2 separate regions of the Mus musculus genome follow, and region 1 is linked to region 2. A link is a contact called in public Hi-C data. All regions are on one chromosome and are shown on one strand. The core of a region is the stretch at or near the end of the contact, and the rest is flanking DNA. Distances in the headings are between cores, read along the strand shown.

Region 1 (2,700 bases), core at 17-2,516, 470 kb before region 2:
TGTCACACCCACCAATGAAAATGCATGGGCTACAGAACCTGAAAAGGGCCTGTGAACCTGGGCCAAGAAGAGCCTGTATCTTGGAGAAGGGCCTGTCTCCTGCCATCTACACTTCTTCCTTAGAGACTTGCAGCTATGACTCTTTAGCAGGAGTCACCAGGGTTGCCAACTCTCAGGGTGTAAGTGGGAACAACGCCAGCCTTGAAAGATGGCTGGGTCACCCATGGAAGGAGTTACAGAGACAAAGTTTGGAGCTGAGACAAAAGGATGGTCCATCTAGAGACTGCCATATCCAGGGATCCATCCCATAATTAGCCTCCAAGCGATGACACCATTGCATACACTAGCAAGCCTTTGTTGCAAGGACGGTGATATAGCTGTCCCTTGTGAGACTAGGCCGGGGCCTAGCAAACACAGAAGTGGATGCTCACAGTCAACTATTGGATGGATCACAGGGCCCCCAATGGAGGAGTTAGAGAAAGTACCCAAGGAGCTAAAGGGAACTGCAACCCTATAGGTGGAACAACATTATGAACTAACCAGTACCCCAGAGCTCTTGACTCTAGCTGCATATGTATCAAAAGATGACCTAGTCGGCCATCACTGGAAAGAGAGGCCCATTGGTCAGGCAATCGTTATATACCCCAGTACAGGGGAATGCCAGGGCCAAAAAATGGGAATGGGTGGGTAGGGGAGTGGGGGGGGGGGACTTTTGGGATAGCATTGGAAATGTAATTGAAGAAAATACGTAATAAAAAAAAAAAAAAGAAAAAAGAAAAAGAAAGATGGCTGGGGCCACAGGAGACAGCTGCTAGCAGGTCTTCGTGAGACTGCCTAGTCACGGGCTATACAGGTTAAAAACAGAGATGGGGGGCCAGGACACCCTGGTTTTTAACATATACTTGTTGCTTTGGCCCCATCTTCCAAACCTAAGTAGCATCTAGCCTTCTGTACTATGGGCAAGTTGAGGCCAGACAGTGGGAAATAGTGTGTCCTACCCTTGCCATCCCATGGCCTACCTTCCCCCAAGCAGCTGTCGCATGGCTGGAAAATTGTTGATTCTTGCCTTTCACCAAACCTGCATGAGGCTTGGTTGGCATGTTGGCAGAGAGAGCCTACAAATGCTCCTAGTATGCATGGCCCAGCCACATCTCCCGCATTTTAGAATGAATAAACCTCTTGTTGAGATGCCACCCTAGCTTGGATCACTCTGTGCTAAGCCCAGGGATCTGACCCTTGTGGAATTCCCCGGATGTTAGGGTGTGGCAGTCTCCTGAGACATTTCAGGACAATGGGGTTGTGAAAAGTTCCGAAAAAGCTGCCAACACTCAGATTCTAGCTCTGACCATGATTGAAGTTCTAAAGCTCTCTGAAGCTAGGGTTCCTCAGGAGGGATAACAATAGGAAGCAAGTTACCAGGTTGCTGGGTATGAGATGAATTCATTCTTACAGAATTAGCTCAGCACCAGACGGGCTCAGGAGTCATTCACATCCCTGGATAGGGCGTAGCCTTGACCTACTTCTCCTTCTCAGAGGGAAGCAGGCTTAGTGGGCCCCTTCTCCTTGTTGGTTACACAGAGATTTCCTTTAAATCCTTTAAGTGCAGTGTTTACTATGAGGGAACTGATTTGGATCAGTTGCTGGACTTCACAAACACATCGATGATAGATGTGTCTGTCTGTTGAGCAAGAACTTCTGGGGTGGGGCCTCCACTGGCTGGTTCTATATGGGGGTCAGATATTTCAGAGTCCTAAATGAAGCCAGCTTGTGCCCAGTGTAGTTACCTTTCTTACTGCTCTGGCAAAATACCTGACAAGGCAGTTTTGGGAGTGAAGCATTTATTGTGGTTCATGGTTTAATAAGGGACACAGTCCATCAACAGGAATCTGAGGAGACACACCACACTGTCTTGGCAGCCCTGTAGCAGAGAGTAGTCAGGAAGTGAGTGGGTCCCCCCACCAGTGAATCACTTCCTCCAGGAAGGCTCTACCTCCTAGGCTCTACAACCTTCCTCCGGAACAATGCTACCAGCTGGGGATCAAGTGTTCAAACACTTGAACCTGTGTGGGACATTTTGAGTTCAAGCCGTAATGGGCTCCTTCTGAGTTAAAGCTTGCCTGAGCTGGGCAATGCAGCCCTGCCAGTGGATGAGTGGTGGTTAGGACTCGCCTAAGGGTTCTTGTGACCTGGCCCAGCACCTCCTACCTGGGATGGGACCCTCCCCCGCCTCCTGCTTTGAACATTCTCCTTAAGTGCTGGGCTGGGGTGAGGATTTACTCACGTGCCCTGTCCTGTTCCCTCTCCCATGTGCTGACTCACCTGTGGTTTCAGTTCCCAGAACCTCTTGTGCTGTGTTTTGGTTGCGGGAGTCATGTGTGCACCTTGCCTCTTCCCACGGCTGAGGCTGAGCCCGAGCCTGGCCTTACTCCTGTTACCACATCCAGACCTTCCCAGAAAACATTGCAAGCATACACCATGCAATTTTCTAACTCGTGAGAAAAGAAGTAGAGAGTGACGTGCCATGCCGTCCATTTTTAGTTCAACAAAAATGACATACCCAAACCAACTTCTTGCTTAGCTTACCTTCTAGAAACGTTCAGAAACCTTGAGATCCACTGGTAGCATCCATCTCTAGCCTCTGCCCTGCAAGCCAGGCCCCTGACACAGGCTGTCCATCTCTCCCAACCACAGCGCTGGTCT
Region 2 (2,857 bases), core at 125-2,624:
TCAGGTTTCTGAGCAAAAGCCATCATCTCGGCAGTCAACAGAGCCTCGTGTTTTCTCTGCAAACAAACCCCTGTAAGTCATCAGCAGAGAGAGAGGGAAAGTCACATAGAGAAGACTCAGCACTATTTTTCTTCTCAGCATTTGGGATTTACAATAAGTTAAAAATGAAGTTTTTATCTCTGGTGATTTATCAAGCTTGAGATCTCACAAAAGATAAACAGATGCTCCAAAGAAAGAATACATCATCTTAATGTTTCATTTTGACACTTTGGGTATCTAAAAAGCACATATCTCCAATAGCTCTCTAAAAACATAATAGTTTCCATGATTTACACATTTAATATTTGTTTTAAGACACCCTGAACTGAGAATATGTCAGGAGGGGCCTCTGAAGACAATGGTCAGACTCGAAACACACGGATTATTTATAGACCAGAACTCGAGGGCTGAAAGAAAATCTGGTTGTCAACAGACAGTTGCTTTTGCAATTTTTTTTTTCTGTGTAGTTCATTTTGGTTTTTGTGTGGGTGGCTCATGTGAACTCAAAGGTTATTTGCTAAATGTTTTGGAGACTAGAATATGCTGCCCTTTAAAACTCATGTTTAAGTGTGTGCTCCTTGCAAATATTTCTAAATTTACAGTGCCCTATGGGGCAATGCTTTTTAAGAAATATATAACATCATATCCAGAAGTGCCATGATAAGGCAAGAATTTGTGCAACATCTATTTTTTTAATTAAGATATTTTTTGTTAGATATTTTCTTCATATACCTTTCAAATACTATCCCCAAAGCCCCCATACCCTCCCAATATCTATTTTTTATTGATGGTGTAGAAGGTCTTAATCTTTTTTTTAAAAAAGATTTTGAATTATTTTGTATGCATTTGTACATGTATGCATGTGTGCCTGTGTGTGCCCATGAGTGCATACATGCATGTTGCAGCCAGAGGTTGATGTCAAGTGTCATCTCCTATGGCTGATCACCTTAGTTTTTGTCCCTACACTTGGGATCACTGCTTGGGCTAGATTGGCTGACCAAGAAACTCCAAAGCTCTTATTCTTAATCCTGACGCTCATGGACACAAGCCTACCTATTCTGTTTTACTCTCTCACATTTTCTCCACCCACATGGGTACTCAGGGAATCTTATTTTGAGATGACTTACTGTTCCTTCCCCTTGTCCTCCCCCCTCCCCCATACACACTACATGTTTACTTATAGTCAGCTCAGAATGCTGACATAGATCTTTGCAGTTTACTGTACAAGTTATAATTGTTAAATCACATGGTGAGAAACAAAGGGGTAGGAACTTATTTCCAAACCAGGGAGGGTAAATTCCTGTTGCCCTTTCAGTGATTCTGAGCAGCCAGACTACCATGTGATCCAGATGTACCACTCCTGGGCATGTGCACAAAGGACTCCACAGACACTTGCTCAGCCTTATGCAGTGCTGTTCTATTCACAACAGCTAGGAAATAGGAACAACCTAATAGCCTTAGACAGACAAGAGGTAAATGAAAATGTACATATACTCTATAGAATATTACTCAGTGGTAAAGAAAATTGAAGTCACGACCTTTGGCAGTACATGGATGGAACTAGAAACGAACACATTAAATGAGGTAACCCAGACCCAGATAGACAAACATCACATGGATTCTCTCATCTGGAGCTTCTAGTTCCAGATCTTCAGATGTGCATGCATAGTCTGGAGTAACTGCAATACTCAGGAAAATAAGGTACCATTGACATGGTGGGGCCTGGGGGGAGCAATAGAGAGGAGAATAGTGGAGTACATGTGATCTGATCAGGAAAATGGAAAAGGGGAAGCTAATGGGAGCAGGGGTGGGGAGGAAGGTAACTACAGGAGGGTAGACTAGCAGTAAAGATGTCTGGAAAAAGCCAAAAGGAATCATAATATTAACTATCTACCTAAAAATACCTAAAATACCCTGAGTCATATAAGTATACATATGTAGTTCAAATGAACAATTTCCATCTGGACTGACAATGCTCTCTCCAAGAGCCTAAGACCATCTAACAGAAACCCTCACATCAGGCATGAAAAGCCCTCTTTTGAGCTGCTTGCTGGTCATGGTTGTCCAAGAGGGTCCCAAAACATTATAGACTACTGTTATTATCCTTGGTTGTCCCCCAGAGGTAGGCGGTAAGTCTCTATTAATAGAGACACCAGGCATTGCAGACACAGGGCCCAGATATCCCTGAGTTTGGAACTGACTTGAAATTCTCTTCAAGACTAGTTGAGGGCTAGTTTTCGTGGTACCAGAAGACACCATGAAAACTTCCAAAGGAGGGAAGCGACCCACAACCCTACCCGCTTTACCGTTTATGAGATATAACTACAGCCAGCCCAGTGTGATACGTCCAAGGGTGCAGTAGTGGCACACATGTCTGGCAGGAACCAACAACTCTCCAAATGGACTTACAACCCTCTCAACAAGAGGGAAATCATATCTGATACTAGAAGCCAGCTGGCTATGCAAGGCTAGTGAAGTCATAGATCTTGGAAGAGGCCTAACACCACCGCTTTACTTAACCCGCATAATCTCTAATTACATCCTAAATATTTGTCTTTATACACACATAAGTGTAGTCTCCAGCCTCATCAAGGAAATTTCCCTTTGCAACAGAGACCATTACAGAAAAGCACAACCAATCAAAATACAGAGTTCTTTTAAGAAGATATTTGTGCGTGCGTGTGCATGCATGTGTGTGTCTACATGTATGTCTGTGTGCCATATGTATGGAGATGACTTTGGAAGCTCAAAGAGGACATCAGATCCCCTGGGACTGGAGTTGTAGGTAGCTTTAAGCTGCCCGTGTGGGTGTTGGGAG

The links. Hi-C and Micro-C count contacts between places; a contact is called where the count stands out from the background.
Region 1: a Hi-C map of bone marrow-derived macrophages shows a contact between it and region 2, with 16 read pairs. The contact joins two enhancer-like sites. A contact is called at or near these places in 8 of 39 promoter capture datasets (the HPC-7 cell line, cranial neural crest, liver and 4 more), 3 of 484 Hi-C or Micro-C datasets (LSK cells, bone marrow-derived macrophages and embryonic stem cells), 7 of 115 datasets of contacts at active chromatin or transcription factors (T-cell acute lymphoblastic leukemia, Th17 cells, kidney and 4 more) and 1 of 9 other capture datasets (embryonic stem cells).

What each region holds. Positions count from the first base shown.
Region 1 is chr2:128,551,852-128,554,551 of GRCm38.p6, reverse strand. No RefSeq gene overlaps it. Among named protein-coding and RNA genes, the nearest start is that of Gm39928, 3.5 kb to the right of the region's middle. Within about 2 kb of position 1,266, at least 26 of the 459 cell types and tissues checked have an H3K27ac peak or open chromatin away from gene starts, as enhancers often do. A contact at or near this core is called in bone marrow-derived macrophages, where this site is marked.
Region 2 is chr2:128,081,223-128,084,079 of GRCm38.p6, reverse strand. The region is part of intron 15 of Acoxl (acyl-Coenzyme A oxidase-like); the gene reads right to left. Among named protein-coding and RNA genes, the nearest start is that of Bcl2l11, 43 kb to the left of the region's middle. Within about 2 kb of position 1,374, at least 2 of the 459 cell types and tissues checked have an H3K27ac peak or open chromatin away from gene starts, as enhancers often do. A contact at or near this core is called in bone marrow-derived macrophages, where this site is marked.